Linked DNA regions of Capra hircus: all the other regions are linked to region 2. Evidence: chromatin contacts called from public Hi-C data. All regions are on one chromosome and are shown on one strand. The core of a region is the stretch at or near the end of the contact, and the rest is flanking DNA. Distances in the headings are between cores, read along the strand shown. Region 1 overlaps CUEDC1 (CUE domain-containing protein 1). Region 2 holds the start of VEZF1 (vascular endothelial zinc finger 1). Region 3 has its middle 26 kb from the start of DYNLL2.

Region 1 (3,425 bases), core at 468-2,967, 110 kb before region 2:
TGTTAGCCAAGACTCAATGCAACAGACCAGAGCCCTCTGTGCTGAGGAAGCATCAGGGGCTTAAGAACTACTCTCCACCTCCCCAGCTTGACACCTTGGGCCTTCCCACCAGCGTTCCCTTCGTCAAAACCTGAATAGTCCTGAAGAGTGATCTTCAAATGGCTCAGAGTCCCCATACTCATACTTTCCTTGTCCTGGCCATCTCAGAGGAGACTGCTTGCAAGGGCCAGCCTCTGGGGAGAAGCACCCTGGCCCTCTCCCCAGGGAAGGAAGGAAGGAAGCTGCTCTGCCTTTCTGTCACTGAGTGACCCCCCACCCTGCCCCTGCCCAACTCCTGCCACCCTAGGGTGATGCCATTCGCCAGAGAGTATCCTCAGGGCGGTCCCCTTCCTAAGTGGAAGGGGAAACCTTACAGGCCCCGATGGGGAAGGAGGCTTTTGGTTCAGCCTTCTTTCCCTACCACCCCAGGGCAGCTTAGCCTGGGCTTAAACGTCAGGGAGGGTCAGTGACTGGCGCGAACATAGAACATAGAGACGCTGCACAGGCTGGGGGCGGGGGTACCCCCATTACCTGTATGCTGTCCAGCTGCTGGGGCAGGATGCGGAGAAAGTCTTCGGGGAGGTTGCCCAACAGTGGGGGGTTCCAGTTGCGGTAGCGCCTCTGGCTGGAAAGGGGCACGGAGCCCAGCACGTCGATGCTGGAGGGCGACAGGTGAGGATGAGGAGGGAACAGTCAGGCCCACACACAGGTGTCCTGGCCCACCACCCCGGGATCCTGCTCAGAATGGCACCCATGTGCCCAAGCTTCCAGCCGCCTCCAGCACAGAGGCCCAGCCCCCTAGCTCCCCTTTCAGCTAGGCCTTGGCTGAGCCCTCACCTCTGGGCCTGGACGCCTACTGCGCCAGACACTCACTGCTTCCAGCCACCCGATGTCTGCAAAGTCTCTGGGCCTAGGGGCTTCCCTGGCAGTCCAGGGGCTATGACTTCACCTTCCAACGCACGGGGTGCAGACTCAATCCCGAGTCAGGGAGGTAATACGCCATGCGTGTCTTGGCCAAACAAACAAACAAAAGGTCTCTGGCCTGCGTTTGCAGAGCTCATGTTGGGTGCTGTGGATTTGGACACAGATGAAGGGGTCACAGCCCTTCAGCCTTCTGTCTCTAGCATCCAGGTTAACACGAGCTCCTGGGTGCTGAGTGATAGGTGTGCTCCCAGGGAACAGACACCCAGAGTGGCCGACAGCCCAGCCTTCCCCAGTGTTGGTTTGCTGGGATCAGGGGACACGGGGACACCAGGGTCCCTAGAGGGCAAGCAGACCCAGGCTCCAGACCTGGTGGGTGGTCCCAGGGGAGACCGTATCCCCTGTGGGGCTTTCCCCTCATCTGCAAACCACTGCCGCCCTGCTCAGGTGTGTGGGAGCCCCTCACGAAGCTGCCTTGAACGGCAGCTGGAAAGTCACACTGAGGGTGGGACTGGCAGGGGCTGCTCTCCTGGCCGCAGGCAGAGGCCACAGCGGGAGGGGGGCTAAGAAGGGGGCCGTGGGCACGTGCCCGCCCTGACCCCCCGGCCTCCCGCCCCGCCGACCCGGCCCGAGGGCAGCCTGGGGCCGGGCCAGGAGCTCCCCACAGCTCCCCGGCGGCCTGCAGCGTGGCAACCGCAGAACACGTGTTCTGCTGAATCAGGGAAATGACACACAGCGAAGGCAGGCCAGGGCCGGGGGCGGTGGGGGCCGCTCTCGCTGGCCGGCTTTGATTTGGTCTCCAGCTCCAGGAATCCCGCCCGCCCACTCACTGGAGGGGAGCTTTTCCGGGCTGCCACTGACGATGGAAATAACTTCCTTTCCTTTTCTATTTTGGGCGGGTGGCCTGGCGGCCCAGGGGGAAGGGCGGGGGCGGCAGCAGACAGGATAACAAGCTGCTAAGTGCGTGGTGGGAGCGCAGCTCCAGACGGCAGCCAGGGTACCCCGGGCCCCTCTCGCTGTTCCAGAGGGCGGGGGGAGGGGGTGCCCGGCATCACAGCCCGGGACTCCGAATCCCGGGCATATTTTCTGCTCCATCACTCCTCTGCCTCCCGACAGAGTTGGCAACTTCATTTTGCTCCAAGGGCCAGACCATCTCCCATCCCCCACTCCACGATACCCTGGAGAAATCGCCTCCAGCCTCACCACCCTTCCTGTGGTTTCAGGGTCCTCACTGGGCCACGGGTGCCCACCCCACCTCAACCACACCCGGAGTTACCCAGGAAAGCCCTGGAGAGTGCCCCAGAGTTGCAGCCAGCCCCCTGTAGACATTTGTTACTGAGCACCCAAGTCAGGAGGGGGACAAGGAGCTGGAGGCTGAGGGTCCTTGGATGCTGGGCCCACGGTCCTGGAGCGGGGCGGGGGGGGGGGGGGGGGCGGGGTGGGGGTGGGCCCATCCCCCTGCCCTGGCTCGGGCTGAGATGAGGTCAGCCCACAGCTGCAAGAGCCAGGGGGGGCCCTGAGCACAGGCGGGCCAGGCAACTCCATTGTGGTCGGAAAGGAATGTCAGAAATGAGCTGAGAGGCAAATGAAAACTTCCAAGGCTGTAATTTCAACAGAAGAACAGCAGGTGGCCTATAAGGAGGGGTGCTGGGGCTTCAGAGCTAGTCTTTCATTCAGGAGAAAGAGGCAAGGACAGGCTGCGGGAAGGAAAGGAGAGGGAAGGCTGGGAAGGCTCTTCTGGCCCAGAGTTTCTGACTGCACCCAGAACTAGAATTCCAAGTGCCAACAGACTCAGACCCCCAGGCTTACGCAAAGAATATCAGAGCCCAGAAGGATTTCAGTGACAAGCCTTCCAAGCAAGATTTCTGGTAAAGGCAAGGAGGCCCAGATGGGTCAGGCCTGTCACTGGGCACACAGATCATCCTGGTGAAACCTGGGCCTAGGGATCCCAGCATTCCAGGCAGGCTCCCTGCCTCTCTGCACCCCAGCAGCTCCCAAACCTGGCTCCACCTTTGGTCTCAAAGGCAGTCCAGTGCCTGGAGGTGGCAGAAAGCAGCCAGGCCATTCCTGCCCTCCACCTCCCCCAACTCACCTCTGATTGCCCCCAGCATCCAGGAGATGCTTAAAACACTAACATGATCCCGCCACCCTCCTGCTTGAACCCCTGGGTGCAGCATAAGGTCAGAGCGCCTTGGAGGACCCATGAGGGCTTCCACTGGCTGCCAGCCTCAGTCCCACCAGGCCTTTTCACACTTCCTGGAGTTCTCTCGGATGGGCCCCCCCCCCCCGCCCCCCGTCTCCTGCCTCCAGGCCTTTCTGCATGTACTGTTGCCTTTGCCTGGAATGCCCTCCTGTCCTCCGCTTCGGCAGATTACAGCTTGGACCTCAGCTCCTCTAGGCTGCCTTCCCTGTACCCTGCCCTGTGTCTATACCTGCCCCCAGACTCCGAACTCCTTGGGGGGTCA
Region 2 (3,558 bases), core at 711-3,210:
ATTTTTTCCAATCTCCATTAAGAGAGAGCACGTTTAATATGGTAAATCTAAGTCATTCCTCATGTGAAAAATCACTTCAGTGGCCCATTAATCCCATATTTTAAAATGACCATTTGAAAGCTTTTTCTCAAGAGGGCATTTGCCACCTTCACACCAACCTGGATGCAAGCTGGTTATATATCATTTCTTTTCCAATGCATTTTTAAGTTGACTTATCTCATTATCAAGCTCATCAAAGCACGTTAAAACAATACTAGATCAGAATGAGAAAAAGGCCAAGTTAGTGAATTCCATAATTTTGAGTATGCTCAATTTTAAGAAGCCTGAATATAATACAACAGTTATTTAAAAAGCAAATTACATTCGAAAGAATATGTCTTCAAACAATAAACCATCTCTACACAATAGGAAACGTTTGAATTATCCAGTTCCCTATATTAACTCCACTGGGATGGGTCCGGGGGGGGGGGCGGTGGGAGGATTATTTTTGAAAATTCTGCATCCGTTCTTGGTTAGTCACAAAAGGTTTCAAGCACCCAAGCGATGCGTTTGGGATTTCGCGAAGTTATTCAAAGAAGGAAAATAACTCAAAGAGGCGGGAAGAACGCACTTAAAAATGACGAGCTTCCTAGCCTCCGGTTCCAAAGTTTCCCCGTGAGCTCATTACTACTGCCCACCAAGTGCTTCGTTTGCAAACAGAAACGGAGCAGGAAAAAAAAAAAGAAAAAGAAAAAGTTCTCGGTCTTCTAAATAGGGGTCCCCACCTCAAGTGGGCCGACAAGAGGACTGCCAACATATCGGCTACAGTCACCTTCAAGTTTCTTGCAAAAAATGAAGACCAACACCCCACGAATGACTCATCTGGGGGCTTTGTAAGCGGACTTTGTTTGCTCTCTCCACTTGCCGTCTCCCCCACTTGGCTGGAGGAGACGCTCGAGGTGGGACGAGAGAGAAGCGCGCCCCGGGAGAAGGTGGGGCCTCCCCGCGTCCTGGCCCCCCCGCACCCCCCCCCGGCCGGGGGATTCCCCGGGCTGAATGGGATGGCGGGAGAGCTGGACAGAGGGAGCGGGTGTCAGCTGCCAAGGCTCGGCGGAGGCTTGCGAGAGAAAACACGTAAAGCCAGTGAAAAAGTTTGGGGAGGGGACACACAGTCACAACACCCCCGACTGGGTAAACACGAGGGGGGCGGCGGGAAGGGGGAGTGGCGGGGAGCCCAGGGATACCCGCTATTCGCGGGGACGGGGAGGGGGGGTGTCAGAAAGTCAACACACGCACAAAAAGAGAGAGAGGCGGAGAGAGCGGAGAGCGAGCGAAAGACAGACCAAGCAGGGGGGGACGGAGTGGGACCCGGGGACCCCCTCACCCCACGGCGTGGGCCCCGGCCCGGCGCGCCGCGGCCAAGCGGACCGCGCTCTCCAGCGGCCCGGCGCCCTCCTTTCTCCGGGCCGCGGGCGGTGACAGCGGCCGGCCTCCTCCCTTCCCCTCCGGGGCGGGAGCGAAGGGTGTGTGCGTGTGCGTGTGTGCGCTGGGGGGGCCCGGGGGTCACCCCGAGGCCTGCTTTCTCCCCCGCGCCCCGCGAGGCTGCCTCCTTTCCCCTCAGCAGCCCCGCTCCGCCGGGGCGGGCGGGCGGAAAAACAAAGGGGGATTAAGGCCGGGCCGGAGAGCGGGGCCGGGAGGGAGGGAGGAGGAGCGCCCGCCCGCCCGCCCGCCAGCCCCGGGCCCGGCCCCCCTGTCCCCCCCGTGCCCCCCCGGGGGGGGCCCCAGTACCTGGAACAGGAACGCGGTCCAGTTGGCCTCCATGGCTGCGGCGGCCGACCCCCCTCCTCCCCACTCCCCCCGCTCGGGGCGCCTCCTCAGCCGGAGGAGGCGACAACAAAGCGGCGGCGGCGGCGGCGGCGGCAGCGGCAGCGGCGGCTCCTCAACATGGCAGCGCCGAGCGCGGCCACTTCCGGTAACCTCCGGGACGCACCACCGCCGCGGCGAGCGCGGGCGGGGGGGGAGCCCCGAGCCGGCCGCCGCCGCCCCCAGCGGCCCCGACCCCTCCCGCGCGGCCCCGCGGCCGGCTCTCGGCCTCGGAGCTCAGCCAGTGCCCGCCGGCGGTGGGGTCCGGGCCCCCGCGGCGGGGCCGGGGTGGGGCCGGGGGCGGGGATGGGGCGCGGCGTCCCCCCCCGCGGGGGTGTGTGGTGCTGCGGTCCGCGGCCCAGGCAGCCGGAGCAGGGGGAGCCCGGGAGAGAACATGGAGGACGCCAGGGTCTGGCGCGGCCTCGCTGGGCACGGCCGCGCCGGCGGCGGCGACGACGTGGGCCCGGCGCCCGGCAGCATCGCGTCCCCGGCAGGCCCTCGGCGGAAGGCGCGGGCTGCGGCGGTCCCGAGGCTCTCCGGTCCCTTTTGCGCAGCACGGCCCCTACCTCCAAGCTGGAGGAAGCCCCTTCGACTTGGAGTGTCTCTCCCGGCTGGTATTTCATCCCAGCGAAACCTCCGCACTCTTGGCGCGACACGCATCTGAGTGGCCTTCCAGCTCAAGCAGGGAATCCCACTGGGGTGCAGCCTCAGATCCTCCCTGTGCAGAAGGAAACACTTCCCACGCGCAGAGGTGTCATTACTGGGTTATTCTTGGGTGAAGGGCTGAGCTTCCCCATCCTCCTCCTAACTTCAGATATGATGTGAAATCCTACTTAACACCCCCTTCTCCCACCCCCCGCCAAATTTTTTTTGAAGAGAAAGTATAGACACGAAATTGTTTTACTTCTTTAGTACAGTCTGCTTCTTCACACTCCCCAACCCCCCGCCCCAAACAAAAATCGAGCTTCTGGTTGGACGGCGTCAGATGCCACTGAGGTGACCCCAGCCTCTGTTTGCAGTTCCAAGTCTTCCGTGTAGGCGTCACTGCTACTGGAGTTTTGCACGATGATGCCCTGAACGCATTCTATCCATTCCTCACATAGAGGTAGCTATTGGGAATAGCAGAGACAGGCTATTATTAAACAATTGCCTCCAGTCCTGTAAGTCTCCTGTGGCGGGAAATGAGGGGGCAGGCTCTGTCAAGTTTTTTTTTATGAATTCTGGTCTAAAAAAAAAAATCCTCAGTCACATTATTTCAAGACTTCAACATCTTTCATAACTGACTCTCTTACCGCCCCCCCCCATTTATTCCTAAGTCACATTCTAATCAAGGTCACCATCTCCAGTTTCCCCCATACATACACAATAAAAATAATACGGTTGTGGAATTTGACTGGTAAAAGAAACTGAAGAGGCACAGTAATCTGACAGTCTGTGTTTCTTTTCCATCCACTACACATGTATACCCACTGCCCACTCTCCTCTCCTCAGTCACCAGAATGAAGGGGCTGGCAAACGTTGGTCTGGTTTCTTTTAGAGCTGATTCCCTACTGGAAGTCTTGGGGACGAATGAGAAGTTCTGCAGTTTCAGTCAGTGGCAGAAGCAGGTAACACACCAGGGAACCAGTCAGCCTAGGACAGGAGGGGACAGAAAATGAATAGTTTCTGATTACACTCCAGCTAAACTGCTACAGTGGCCCTTTATGTCTGCTAAAA
Region 3 (3,483 bases), core at 5-2,504, 120 kb after region 2:
ACTCGAGGGGGAGCCTCTGCAGGTCTCTAGGGTTCTCTCTGTGAGTAGCTCTCCCCTCTCCAGCTCTCTGTTCTGAGAATTCCACCCTCCTTGGTCTCTCCAGGCTCTCAGCTATGTCTCCTCAGCTCAGGCTCCATCTGGGTCCCCTTGTCTGAACTGAAGCCTGGACGGTAATCTGGGGTGATCTTAGGGCTCACATCATTTGTTTTTCCTGTCTTTTGGGGATCACCATCCTTTAATACCCACCCAATGTCCAGAGTCTTGCTTAATTATTTTGGCTATTTCAAGCAGGAAGATAAATCTGATCCCTGCTACTTCATCTTGGGCAGGAGCATAAGTCTATCAGTTAGATTTTGCTGCATAACAAACCACCCAAAATGTAGTGACGTAACCAGTACTCTTGCCTGGAGAATCCCATGGGTGGAGGAGCCTGGTGGGCTGCAGTCCATGGGGTCGCAAGCAGTCGGACACGACTGAGCGACTTCACTTTCAATTTTCACTTTCATGCATTGGAGAGGGAAATGGCAACCCACTCCAGTGTTCTTGCCTGGAGAATCCCAGGGACAGGGGAGCCTGGTGGGCTGCTGTCTATGGGGTCGCACAGAGTCGGACACGACTGCAGCGACTTAGCAGCAGCAACGATTATTTGCTCATGATTTGGCAAATTGGCAGTTTGGGCTGGGCAGGCCTGTTCTCTTGGCTGGGCTAACACATGGACCTGTTAGTCAGCTATGAGTCAGCCTGATACTCTGCTTCCTGGGCATTTGGTGGCTGTTTGGCTGGAGTGGTGGGGGCAGCCAGGCCACGTGTCTCATCATCTAGCAGGCTCACCTGGCCTTGTTCGTAGCGTCTGGGTACCAGGAACACACGAGAGCAAGGCCCATGACTCAAGTCTATTCTAGCGTCACTTTTGCTATCGTCCCTTTGGCCAAAGTAAGTTACGAACTAGATTCATCAGCTTAAGAAATAGACTCCACCTCTTACTGAGAGGAGCTATGAGGTCACATTGCCAGGGCATAAATACAGGAGAGCAAGAATGTGTACTTTTTTTGAGGATTAGTCTATCAATAGTTACTATTATTTCCCTTTAATCCTCACAGCAAGGTGGGAGGTAGACCTTACCATCAACATTTTAAGATGAGAAGACTGAGGCTCAGAGACACTGAGAGAGTCACATAAGATCTCGCAGCTAGTAAAAGGCAGAGCCAGGACTTGAACCAGAGTTTGCCTGATGCTCAGCCCCTCCTGTGGTCACTGCCTTGTGTGCTTGGTGTCATGTATGCACGCACGTGTGATTCTGATTAGGTACATCTGTGTTCACCACCATCAACTGTTCATCCCCGCCCCGGTCCCTGCTGCCCCGTGGAGGTGCCCATGGTCTGGATTCTGCTTGATATTCCCACCACCCTCTTCAGACAGAGGCCCTGGCCTGCGCCCCTTCTCTCTGGCCCTCTGGGCTGATGGATGCTTGAAAGGGACATCTGTGTGTTCGTGTCTGTGTGTGGGAGGTCGCAGGTGCTGTTGACTGCTCTTCCCACCCAGCTTGCTTCTCAATCGGCTGGTCAGTTCCTCCCTCTCCGTGCTGCTCCGAAAGCCTCCCTACTTCCACGGTCGTTTGTCCCCCTCCCTCCCTCAGGTCACAGACAGATGGGTCCATGTCTGATCCCACCACTCTGCTGTAATCAGACCTTCTGTGTCTTCTGATTTTTTTTTTTTTTCCTAGATAAAAGCTAAATTTATTTTCCTGGCACACAAGCTCTCCATGATCTCATCCTAACCTAATTTCCCAGCCTGTTTCTCATGACCCACGTTCACCGTCTCCATAATTTAGCCAAGGGCCCCATGGCTTTGCCCCTCTGCGCCCAGCCCCTGGAGTGTCCTTCTCCATCTCTGTGTGGTCAATGCCTACTCCCCTGTAACACCTCCTGCCTTTGCTCCCTTTTATGTGTCATGTCTTATTCCATTCAGGCAGTAACTTCCTGAAGGAACAGACCTTGTCTCGTTTGTGTTTGACTAGTCACAGAGCTTCTGTGAATACCCAGTTGGTATTCACTGAAGTGCTGCAGAGAAAGACAATCTCAGAGACATGCCTCCTTGCTCTCTACCCCTGGGAGGCCTGGCTGTTGAGTTCTGTGATATAGACCTGTGTCTTCACAGTAAATTACCCTTTTCTGCCCAAGGTAGTTTAGATAAGTTCTTGTTACTAGAGATCCAGAGGATCTTGGTCAAGATAGGAAGAATGTGTAGTTTTTAGTTTTCCTGGAAAATATTTATTGGAATCTTGATCTTTAGTGGTGGGGATCTCAGGGAGCAGTGGAAGTTAAGAAGAGAAGATCCCATACTTGGAGATGAGAAGGGTGTGCTTTGTTGCTCCCTCAGATACTAATCCTCAGGGGGCAACTTCTCCGACTACATATGGCTGGCTTGGGGGGACAGGTGGGAAAAGGAAGCTGTTTCCTGGGGTCATTGAGACAGAGGCCTCAGGAGACCACCAGCCAGCACTCCTTTTGGTAGACTTGTGGCTCTTCCTTGAGTTACACTCTGAAGGGGTGTGCTTCTTATCCACAGCCTTGGTTTCCAGTTCGGCCTAAATTTACTGTACAAAAGCAGCTGATGCTGCAGGAGAAAATTCAGGCCCTGCAAGAGGATTGGGAGAATTCTCTTGTCTTGCTGTGGTGCTTTTAGCCCAGAGACAGGGACAGAGAGACCTTCCCAGGGCTCTCTGCAATTCCAGCCCAAGGTTGATGCCCTGATGAAGCACGTGGCACTCCAGTGACTGAATAAAATCTTGTGGACTCTGTGGTAAAGTCAAGTGCCCCTCATGGCCTTGGGGGAGGGGAAGTGAGTACAAAAAAGCTGTGTCCCACCAGTGGGGTGGTGGGGTGGTGGAGAAGTGGGCAGGCAAGTGGGGGCAGTACCTCTGACTGGGGTACCCACAGTGCTAGTCACCAGGTATTTCTGAGGTAGGTGGACCATGAGACTTGCTGTGGCTGATGAAATGTGAGTGAAATTGACGTATGTCCCTTCCAGGTGGAAGCTTTAGGAGCCGGGGCTTGAGTTGCCAATCCCCAGTCCCTCAGTGAATAAAGTCTCATTTAGCCTGGATTCCTGAGTAGGGGCGATGAACAGATCTTGCCCACACTCCCATGCTGACCATGAGATCTGGGGTTTATTTGTTAGAGCAGCATGACCTAAACTGTCCTGAAGATACAACAGAGGAGCCAGGATTTCACAGGCTGAAGGAAGACAGAGAGATGACGTCAGTGTGTTTCCTGGCCCGTGCATCAGCCTCAGGGAAGCCTGGAAGGAAAGTGTCTAAGAAGACAGAGACCACTGTCAGGGGCTCAGACTCCCCCCGGCTGGCCCTGGTTGTCTGGATTTGGGGATGGTGACACACTGACTGTTCCCTCAGGATGCAAACAGGCTCCACCTCCATAGACTCGTCTCAGGTGCACACCAGCTTTGGCTTTTTGCCACTCACTT

The links. Hi-C and Micro-C count contacts between places; a contact is called where the count stands out from the background.
Region 1: a Hi-C map of blood shows a contact between it and region 2, with 1.8 times the contacts expected there. The contact joins the enhancer-like site here to the promoter of VEZF1 in region 2.
Region 3: a contact with region 2 is called in a Hi-C map of liver, with 2.2 times the contacts expected there. The contact joins the enhancer-like site here to the promoter of VEZF1 in region 2. A contact is called at or near these places in 2 of 5 Hi-C or Micro-C datasets (blood and liver).

The regions. Positions count from the first base shown.
Region 1 is chr19:8,285,959-8,289,383 of ARS1.2, forward strand. CUEDC1 (CUE domain-containing protein 1) reads right to left here. Exons shown (of 11, transcript XM_018064101.1): 4 at 571-697. Among named protein-coding and RNA genes, the nearest start is that of MRPS23, 23 kb to the left of the region's middle. Within about 2 kb of position 1,718, at least 5 of the 5 cell types and tissues checked have an H3K27ac peak or open chromatin away from gene starts, as enhancers often do.
Region 2 is chr19:8,391,083-8,394,640 of ARS1.2, forward strand. VEZF1 (vascular endothelial zinc finger 1) reads right to left here and starts at 1,961. Exons shown (of 7, transcript XM_018064108.1): 1 at 1,768-1,961.
Region 3 is chr19:8,514,622-8,518,104 of ARS1.2, forward strand. No RefSeq gene overlaps it. Among named protein-coding and RNA genes, the nearest start is that of DYNLL2, 26 kb to the left of the region's middle. Within about 2 kb of position 1,255, at least 2 of the 5 cell types and tissues checked have an H3K27ac peak or open chromatin away from gene starts, as enhancers often do.